2 separate regions of the Oryctolagus cuniculus genome follow, and region 2 is linked to region 1. A link is a contact called in public Hi-C data. All regions are on one chromosome and are shown on one strand. Each heading gives the region's core, a stretch centred on a gene start, on an enhancer-like site or on the middle of the called end of the contact. The rest is flanking DNA. Distances are from core to core; before and after follow the strand shown.

Evidence for each region. A called contact is a pair of places that touch in the nucleus more often than the background predicts.
Region 2: a Hi-C map of embryonic fibroblasts shows a contact between it and region 1, with 4 times the contacts expected there. The contact joins two enhancer-like sites. A contact is called at or near these places in 4 of 6 Hi-C or Micro-C datasets (ear pinna, embryonic fibroblasts, skin fibroblasts and 1 more).

What each region holds. Positions count from the first base shown.
Region 1 is chr4:9,230,686-9,236,009 of mOryCun1.1, reverse strand. No RefSeq gene overlaps it. Among named protein-coding and RNA genes, the nearest start is that of CBR1, 210 kb to the right of the region's middle. Within about 2 kb of position 3,144, at least 1 of the 8 cell types and tissues checked has an H3K27ac peak or open chromatin away from gene starts, as enhancers often do.
Region 2 is chr4:10,172,599-10,177,997 of mOryCun1.1, reverse strand. The region is part of intron 2 of RUNX1 (RUNX family transcription factor 1); the gene reads right to left. Among named protein-coding and RNA genes, the nearest start is that of RUNX1, 150 kb to the right of the region's middle. Within about 2 kb of position 2,862, at least 1 of the 8 cell types and tissues checked has an H3K27ac peak or open chromatin away from gene starts, as enhancers often do.

The DNA of each region.
Region 1 (5,324 bases), core at 1,895-4,394:
CCCCCAAGGTCATGCAGCTGGGGAATGAATGATGGAGGAAGTGTCTGGACTCAAGTCTGCCCATAGAGCCCTGATGCCATAGTGGGAAAGGTATTCAAGAAAAGAGAGGGCGCCCAAAATCCACAGTGCAACAAGCATGCCCAGCTGGTAAGGCCAGTTTCGGTATTTACCTAAAATGTAGACAAATTATTTTTCCAAATAATTTAACTTCTGTGTCAAAAATCCATTTACAATAGCCTACGAGCACCATCTAGTGGCTACATCTGGCTGCTTGCATATTGAGCATTGAGATGAAACAGGATCAGCTCAGAAGAATAGAAAAGTTGTTATTAAATTTGGTAGACACAAGTTCCCAATTCCAGAAGGATGGCTATTTGGCTTCCAGAAAAAAAAATGTTTTAAACAGTGAGAGTGTAAAAAGAAGGGAAAAGTGGCCAGCATTGTGGCTTAGTAAGTTAATCCATCACCTGCAGCACCGGCATCCTGGATGGGCACCGGTTTGAGTCCCGACTTCTCCACTTCCCATGCAGCTCCCTGGACCTGGGGAAGCAGTGGAAGATGGCCCAGGTGCTTGGCACCAACATGGGAGACCCAGAAGAAGCTGCTGGCTCCTGGCTTCGTCCTGGCCCAGCTCTGGCTATTGCAGCCATTTGAGGAATGAACCAGCAATTGAAGATCTCTCTCTGTCTCTTCCTCCCTCTCTATAACTCTGGCTTTCAAATAAATAAAATAAGAAAAAGGAGAGAAAAGATCATAATAGAGATAAGAATGATATTGTATTAGAGTTTTCTTAAATGAAAAAACAATGGAAAAAAACACGGAAGAGGAAAGGCCATCTGGCATGTCACTTTGAAGTTTATATTCTTTATAATTAATTGATTACAGGATCCACTTGAAGCGTTTCACGACTGCTCTTCTTTTTTGGGAGTTATGCTAATTCAGCACCCTCCTGCTGTCCAGGTATTAAGACACTGTCTTCCCCCACCTCTCTCCTACAAGACCTCATAGCCACCTGATGAGAATATCCTGGGGCTGAGGCGCCCACTGTTGTACCTTCCCTGATGTCTGTGAGATCATTTTCTCTCGGCTCTATTGAACCCAGATATGCGGAGGCAGGGCAAGGCAGGCTCAGCGACGGGCAGTGTCGGTGTTGAATATGTACAAGGGGAAGCAGGGAGCAAGGCCGTGAGCCTGGATCACACAGCAGCCCTAGGCATCACAACTCAGAGCCAGAGCCTGGAGGCAGAAGGGGTTTCCACAAGCAGGGCCGGCCTCCAGCGCGGAGGAGGTGGCAGCTCCTCACTGCATCAGGAGTCATCCCGTGAATTCTTAAAGCTCCTACGTGCCTCAAGCAGAAGACAACTAGCTCTGCAGTGGAATTTAGACAGGGGTAGACTTCCAAAACGTGACACTGAGGACAGAACAGGCTCCGTGTCGTGTGGCGCCACCTACATGGATTATCCAGAATAGCTACAGAAGGAATGAAGCTTGGTGGCGGGGAGGAGAATGGCATGAGACTGCTTATGGGGTCCAGGACCTTCCCTTGGAGTGCTGGAAACGTTTCACACCAGACAGGGGTGTAGGTCACACAAATTGTGAATGCACGGAACCCTACTGAATTGTTCACTTTAATGGGGTTAATTTTGTGTCACCTGAACTTCATCTCAATATAAAAATACATATGAACATCTTTTGCTGGATAATCCTAGAGACATTGCAAATGGAAAATCCCAACTCTTAGGATTTTAGTTTTAAATATTGCCATGGTTGGTGTTGGGGCTTGACTGTGTCTAAGATGAAAATTAACGTGGGGTGGCCTTGATTTGGGGCAACAAAGGGAACTGAGGGCTCCTGTTAACACCAGCCTCAAGCGTGCATGCACTTCAACTCCTACACGGGGCTGTTCTGCCCATACCCCTCCCCGCACCTCCCACCCCCAGTACTTGCAGACCTGGTGGACAGGGCGGAACTGCTATTTCCGGAACAAAATTCACCAGCCTCTGCACTCGTGCGTGAAAACATTCCTCTGGCTTCCTGAGACCATTCAATCTGCTTCCTACAAGGCAGCTTGACCCCTCCTGCCCAAGTCTCAAGCCCTGACAAGCAGTGCACGTGGTTAACAGCCCCTCTTGCAGTTGGGGTTACAAAGCCAACCACCACACTGCAAAACCCTGGAACATATTTTCAAGTCTATGGGAGTTTTGTGCCTCCCAGATGGCAATCTTGATATGCCACGAATTCATGTAACTCTTCTTTGTTCTCAACTAGGTGGGCTTTAACCTGGTCAGCCATGGGAAGAAGGGACGTCCAAGTAGCTGGTGAGGGCTTAGTTATCCTCAGGGCTTCAGGAAGATGCTGAAAGGGAAAGCCAAGAGTGTGACCTTTGAGCAGAATGACGGGGCTGCTCCCCGGTGCTTCGGCAAGGGTGTTTCCAGCTGAGACTGGCATTTGAGTTGCTGGGCTGAATGGGGACACCCCAGCCTCCATGTGAGTCACATGACCCAACTGGCTCGGGCTTGATGGAACAAAAAGGTAGAGGCAGGATAAACCGGAGCTGCGATGCCCTTGGTCTCCTGCTGTTGGCCACCAGCGCTCCAGCATCTCTGGACTTTGGACTCTGGTACTCAACACGGCAACCCCCTGAGCTCTCACACCTCCAACCTTGCATGGAGAATTGTGCCATTGGCTTCCTTGGTTCTCAGGCCTTTGGACTTGGACAGAGCCAAGTTACCAGGTTTCCTGTGTCTCCAGATTACAGGTGGCCAATTGTGTGACTTCTGAGTTCCCATATCAAATGAGCCAAATCTCCTAGTTAATCTCTCTCTCTCTCTCTCTCTCTCTCTCTCTCTCTCTCTCTCATATAAATATCCCATCCTTTCTGTCTCTCTGGAAGACCCAGACTAAAGCAAATATTTGCTGAGAATTATTTATAAGATTTAGCTAGAGACCTCAAGCCACTCTCTACAGTGAGAAGGTTGTTAGAGCCTTCTGTGCAAACAGGATTTGAAAGTGAGAAGAGGAAAAGAATGACAGCCAGGCTTCTGGGTAGGGAAAAGAGAGCTTGTTTTTTGTTTGTTTGTTTGTTTGTTTTTGTTTTTGTTTTTGCAGCAAAGACATTAGAAGAAGCCACTAGAAACCAAGCTATTTGGCTTGATAGAGGGTCTACTTTCAGGTATCTGGGGTGGGTTTCCTGACACAAATGGAGAGGATGTGGCCCTCTCTCTGGAATGTCCCCAGTTCCAGTTCTGTGATCCTGGGGCACAAGAAACCTGAATCGGGGAGAGTCCAGGGCCTCATCTGCAGACCTTTCTCGGAAGCATCAGAAGAGAATCAGCATTGGCCGACAAGCACACATTCCAAACACACACCCGCTTAATGAAAACCACACACACACACACACACACACACACACACAGACACACACACCCACACACACACACAAGCTAGAAATGTGTTCCACCTGCCTGGGACAGTGGGGGAAGCAGATGGAAAAGGCCCTGGGGGACTTTGTTCTGAATTCTCGACATCTTAGGGGGAATTGAGTTTCTCCAAAATAAGATCTTTCTGTTTACAAACATGCTGTTTTTGCCAGAGAGAATTCTTTATTTTAGGTACTTTGGGAAAACTGCAGAGTCTTCGGGTTTGGGGCCAAAGACGCCCAAATGTTGCAATCCTAAACCTTTGACAGTGACAAAAACATGTTTGCAAGTGGAAAGTTTTCGGCGCGGGGCTTCTCGCGTTGTTTTGTTTGGGTGCGTGTTTGCTGGCTTGCTTGGGGCCAAAGGATTTCCTCCACATCTTCCCAGAACCAGCGAGTGGGGGTCGGGGCTCTGCTCAGGATGCTGGCTCTGAATCACCTGTACCCCTCTGTGGACTGCCTGTATGGTTTAAGGCCAAAACACTCAATGGCCTTCGAGCTAAGAGAGCCACCCTAGTCCTCCGTTCCACCCGAAGTGAAGGCTGGGGTGCTCAGACGCAGTAGCATGAGGCAGTCTGCCCCACAGCTGTGGGTTTCCAGGTTTCAGCTTCTGAGTAACCTGCTGTCAGCCTGCTCCATATACGTCGCCCTGGCACACCGCACTTCCACCTCTTTCCAGCTACTGCTGTGCTGGGGGAGAAGTTTCCTGCCTCTTGCAGCCAGATGTCAGGAAAAGACAAGCCCAGCAGAACGCAGAGACAGCAGCATGGAATTTCCCGAAGGCACTGGCACGTTCCAACAGGCGGGGACAATCTACTCGCAGATGAAGACTTTCGATGAACAAGGCTCAGGTACTGCGGAACCTAGCAAGGCTAAGCCTGGTCGCTGGGGGGACAGTCAGGATCATGAGAGAATGGAGCGGGGTCTAAGTTCCCACCCAATACTGCACCAGGGCAGGTTGAGGGAGGAGGGGCCAGGGCAGGGGGGCAGATGTAGGACGAAGAGGGACAGCAGAGAGGGAGCTACCTGGTTCTCAAATCCGGCTGGCGCCGCGGCTCACTAGGCTAATCCTCCGCCTAGCGGCGCCGGCACACCGGGTTCTAGTCCCGGTTGGGGCGCCAGATTCTGTCCCGGTTGCCCCTCTTCCAGGCCAGCTCTCTGCTGTGGCCAGGGAGTGCAGTGGAGGATGGCCCAGGTGCTTGGGCCCTGCACCCCATGGGAGACCAGGAAAAGCACCTGGCTCCTGCCTTCGGATCAGTGCGGTGCGCCGGCCGCAGCGCGCTGGCCGCAGCGGCCATTGGAGGGTGAACCAACGACAAAGGAAGACCTTTCTCTCTGTCTCTCTCTCTCACTGTCCACTCTGCCTGTCAAAAACAAAAATAAAAATAAAAATAAAAAAATCAAATCCATCAGTCACCAACCCCAGAACCCACACTTTGATCCAGTCCTCTGGATATTTCAGAGAGTTCTGAGTTCGAGGGGCGCCTCCCCCCAACCCAAGTCTGCCCAAACAGCAGGGGAGCATCTGCTGATGGTAGCTGCACCGGGTCACCCATCCTCCCCTGGCATGATGCCCAGCCCGACCTCGGCATGTCATGCCTCATCAGCTCTTCCCACTCAGGAAACTCAAAACTGGTGGCCGCCACATTTGTCCCCTCCTCGTCTTCCCTCCAACTGGCTTCCCACAGTAACCACATCTCTGAGTCCCTCGTTCGAGACTCTGTTGCCGGACACCCTGGTGCTTTTCCTGCCAGTGCTGGCTTCCAATACCAGGAATCGCCTGTTGCACCCTAACGGCACCAACTCCAGTGAACGCCCCACCTTCAGGCTCCCACACGTGAATCCTTGCAAACGGCTAAGCTCCTTGCTAGTCTGGCTTCCACTTCTCTCCCCTGACCTTCCTCCT
Region 2 (5,399 bases), core at 1,613-4,112, 940 kb before region 1:
CACACGTGTCCACATACATGCTGAGCTATGTTTCTTTTTTTACCATAATGATATAATTTTATGGCTGCCCTCTGGAGAGTTCTGAACAACTGATTCTGGTCTCTTCTTTCACTTTCCTCCTCGGTGTCGTGGTCTCTATCAGAAAAATATCTGAGATTCTTCACTATGCAACTCTCATGTATTTAGCAGTCACATCCTGAGGTCATTTCTGGCCAATCTTGGAGTTTGAGGGACAGGCATAGGTCCAATCGGATGAGAAGCTTTTAAGTTCATAGCAAACACAAATGGCATTCTAGCCCTTTCCTTCCTCTGCTCATTCAACATGGTATGTTGAAGGCTCTCCCAGGTGTGAAGTCTCTGACACTTCTGCCTTCAGTGTCCTCCCAGTGCCCCTTTGTGCCAGGCAGGATTGTTGGTGATAAAGATCAAGTAGATGAGAGCAAAATCATATCATGGCTGCTGTAGACACAGGAGCAGGGTCCAGGGAGCTGGTGGGCAGGGCCTTGGGACGACGAGGGGCCAGCTCTACCTGGTGGGCTCAGGAAAGACTCGGGTCCTGGTGGAGGCGATGCTTGATTCGACTTTTGGGGGTTTGGAAGACAGTGGTTTGGAGGAAGCGTTTGGGGAGGGGAGAGTGAGGTGGGTAGTGGGTGCTCCAGACAGGAGGAGTATCATGAGTTTGGGAAACACGTGAGCATGCCAGTTCAGGAGAGCTGGAGCACAGACGAGGCGGTGGGGGTGGGAGGCAGAGGTGGCAGCTCACATGCAGCGTGGACATGGGTAGGTGGGAGGTGGCCTATGAAACCGAGACAAATTTGAGCTTCAACGTAAGGGTAAGCCTTGGAAACGTAAACCAGGCCTTGCAAACTGGGAAATACTATAATTCATGCTTGGTTTAGGAGAGTCAATCTGTCAGAAGTGGATCCGTGAGCTGGAAAGGGTAGATGATGAGAGGCAGAGTTGCCGCTGCTCGGAGTTAAGGTGGAAGCGAAAGTGGGGAAGGGGGGGGAGGAGCTTGTTGGAAGAGGGAGGACACTGGGGGGCGGCTGGGGGGAGGGGCGGGGCGGGGAGAGCCTGTTAACAGAAGTGTGGGTGAGATGGATAGACAGGAGAACATTTGTCTTGTGTTTTACTGCAGGTCAAGCCACCAGCTCCTGCCTCAGATCCGCTGTTCCTCACGTTTTTCCCCGTTGCACCATCATTCTCCCGGTTTTCAAAGTTGGACCCCGTGGATTTATCTCTTTCTTCCTTTGATTTTTATTTCTTTATTTAAGGAGCAGAGATGGCAACAGACAGGTCTTTCTTCTACAGATCCATTGCACAAATGCCTGCAACAGCTTGGGCTAGGCCCGGCCCAAACTAGGAACCAAAACTCACTGCATGTCTCCTACATGGGTGGCAGAGGCCCAAGCATTTGATTCATCACCTGTGGCTACCCAAGGTCAGAAGCAGGGCCAGGACTTGAAACTCAGCAGTCATCCCTATCAAGGGGATGCTGGGATCCCACCAGGTGTCTTAAGTGCTGTGCCAAATGCTCACCTCTGGATTTAACCTTGATATCATCCAATCTGTTGCCAAGTCCTCTTTCTGGTTTCTTTACGTCTTATAATGTACCTTCCTTTTGCTATTTTTCTGGCTCAGGTTCTCATGAGCTCTCATGGTATTTACTGGCAAGAACTCCTAGAACTGTGCTCCCACTAATTTCACACAGCACTTCTAGATTCCTCTTCCATACCACAGTTCTGCTGATGGTGTTGTCTTCTACATCTGGAATTCAGTGCACACTCATTAGCACAGTCCCACTGGATGAGGGGCCATTCTTCCTGTCCTCAAACTGGAGGGGAGTCAGATCTCTCTGCCTAAGGTAAACTTCCCTCTCAAGGACCAGCCACATGCTTCCTCGTGGCCTCCACGCTCCCTGCATAACGCCTGAACTATCCTTACTTTCTTTTGTGAATAGATGCGGTGGGGGTGTCACAAGGAGGCAGGTGGTAGAACCACCTATTTTCTGGCTTCGAGTTTCTGTGTGGAATGACTATCCTTACTAGAAAATTCTTGGTCTCTTCCTATGCCCTCACTCATCTTCTACCATAGAAGAATGAATTTCCTAGCTAGTAACTTTGAACAGCAGAATCCTTAAATGGACCCCCAAGATTTTCCACCCTGCTGATCCCTGATACTGTAAACTTTCTGAGATATCCTGTCCTGATTATGTTCCATGGGAGAAGGGGATTTTTTTGTATGTAATAAATTTGCTAATCAGTTGGCATCAGCTCAACCAAAGGAAGACTTTCATGAGGGGCCTAAGCTAATCCTAAGAGACCATGACAAGTGGAACACTTTCTCAGGCTGGGACAGAATGAAGGCAGAGAATTGGTAGGCTTGCCATTGTTGACTGGAAGATAGAGCAGGCCGCTTGCAGGGACAGCCGTCAGTGCCTAGATATGCAGAGTGAACCCTGGCTGACAGCCAGCAAGGAGACAGGAGCACCCATCCTTTAGCCGTGGGAAATACATTCTACCAGCCACCTGCAAGAGCTTGGAAGTGAGTTTTCCCCTAAAGTCAGGGGTACATAATGTAAGAGCTCAACTTGACTGACCTCATTGCTTTTCTGGCTCTGTGGGATCCTGAGCAGAGCCCAGCTGAGGCCAGTTGGATTTCTGACTCACAGAACAGTGAGCTAATAATAAATGGATGGTGTTCAAGTGCTAAATTTGGTAACTTGCTGGTTTGACAACAATGGAAAATGAGTACATGGAGCATGTTGCTCCCCTCCTCCTCCTCACTGTTTTGGGGAGACACTGCCTGTGTGTTGGCCAGTGAGGGTCCCTACTTCCGGAGCTCAGTGCCAAGAAGCCATATACCAAGGCAAGTTCTCCAAAACACCCTCAATAAAGAAGCTGACATTTTGACCTGCACCTGCTTATCTACATCATGATTGGTTGCAGACCGGGCGGGGGTAGGGGGTGGGGAGCAGGGATGTCTTCTATTGGGCCCCTCGAAGCTTGTTATAGAATTGTCTGATTCACTCTCATTCCCACACAAACATAAACTCCTGGATTTTGAACACCTTGCCAGTGAGGCTGCATCTTACGCATTTTTGTGTGCCCTGGGCCACACTGCATAAACTGAATGTGTGTCTGAGGCCTGGGGGAACTCATTAGCACTCCGGTAGATTCCGGTTCAGCAGGTCTGGGGAGGGGCCTGGGACACTGCATTTCCAACAAACTTCCAGTGATACCAGTGCTGCTGCTGGTCCAAGGCCCACACTCGGGGCTGGCAAGGTTCCACGGTTCTGCTCTGTTTCCAGCAATAATCCTGCCTGGCTTACCTACTCTGTAGTATCTGAAAGTGTTGCATAAACAGCATTGCAAAATGCAGATTGGTAGCACAACCTATCTCTGTACTTTTTAAGCTGTTGTTATGTACTTAATATTTGTGACCCCTAAAATTCATATGTTGAAGCTCTAACATCCAAGGTGATGGTATTAGGGGCAGAGCCTTTGGGAAGCAGTTAAGTAAAGATGAGATCATGGGGGTGGGCTTCTCATCATGGGATCAGTGCCCTGTGAGAAGAGAACAGAGATGCCCCTGCCCCACCCAGTGTCCCACCCTTGGACACAGGTCATCTGCAAGCCAGTTCAACTATTCTGGCAAGTTGATCTCAGACTTCCCGCCTCTGGAACTGTGGGAAATAATTATGTTTGCTGTCTATGGTATTTTGGTATAGCCCGAGCTGACGGAAACAATTAGGATAATAGAAGTTATCTTTTATCAGTGTCTCTTCTATCAGGCTCTACACTAAATGCATTGCACACATGATCTCATTTCATTTAACACCTTAAAATGAGTGGTCCATAATTATGCCCTTCACCTTACAAACATGGATGCTAAGATTCCGTAATTAGCTCATTTTGAACCCACGCAGCTTGCCTCTGGAATGTCCAGTTGTAATCAGCAAACTAAACTACCTTGGAAGATGGTTGATTTCACTGTAATGGTGTCAATCAAATTTCTTTACCAGATCCTAACAAGTTGCCTTTAAACCATGTAGTCATTCTTTCTTATTCTAGAGCAGCACCATCAACAGACATATAACATGATTAAAATTTTATATGTGACATGTAACTAAAATGGGTAATGAAAATATTTCTAGCAGCCACCTTCAAAAAGTAAGTAGAAATTAATTTATATTTATCATTATGTAATATACATAAGCATCCATTGTATAATAGATATAATTTATTATTAATTAGGTACATGAAGTTAATTTTAATAATATGTTGTATCTAAATAATCTACTAAAATCATTTGTGAGTACATTAGTAAAATCAGAGATACAGTTAACATTCCTTTTTTTTGGTCCTAATTTTTTGACATCCTGTGTGTTTTTATACATTTACAACATATTCAGTTTGGTTTAGCCATGTTGCAAGTGCTCAGTAGACACTGTGGCTAGTGGCTCCCGTACTGCGAAGTGCAGTTCTTTAGTGATCGCTCAAAACACAATTCCTGCTGAGTAGCAGCGTTGTGCTCCTCTGCTAGGACTTGAGTGGGGCCTGTTTTTAACCTGCTATTAGTGGAGACCATTAAGTGGTGCATCTTTCTTGACTGGTACTTTCCTTTGATGCTGTCCTAAAGCAAAGTTCAGGATTTTTATGACAGTGTCACCAGAATGACTCAAAAGTGGAAGAACAAGAACACAGCAACAGCCACTGCATTGCAGAGACGGCTGACCACTGTCAGCACCAGCCAGGCACTCAGAGCCACAGCCACGGGTGAGCCACAGGGTCATCTCATGCCTTGCTCATTCCACTTCATGTTCACCAGCTGTGGATGGCTCAGCCCGTAAAGTAGTCCAGCCGCGGATGGCTCAGCCTATAAAACAGTACTTTCGTTTCCTTGAGCTCTGAAACAGTGTTACAAAAAGTGTCTGTTGTCTTTTTTCCGGCAAAGCCAGTTTTCTGTAGAATCTATCTAATGTATTCTCAGATACAAGCAATACGACCAGAATTGCTGTTTTTAATAGGTCTTTGTGTCAAAATGGAATTGCCAAGAGATGAATGACATTCTCTGTCAAATAGGAATTCCTATATACAAGCTTATTTTGAAATTAAGTTTCCCCAAAGCACTCAATATGTCATCTTATGTGCAATGTACCAATTAAAATACAGTATTCGTTCAGTTCAGCAAAATTGCCTGTGGTCTAAGCTATGGAGTAGATCCCCTTCTCTCTTCTTCCAGTTCTCAGAAGAAAGAACAAGAGAGGAACAGTGGGAAACAGATCTGAAAGAGAGCCCACCGGCCCCACCTCCTGCAGTGGATCTCCAGGGATGCTGGGAACGCTGGCAGGGCCATGCCTTTCCTTGGGGAAAACCTCCTTCGCTCGCATGTTCTAG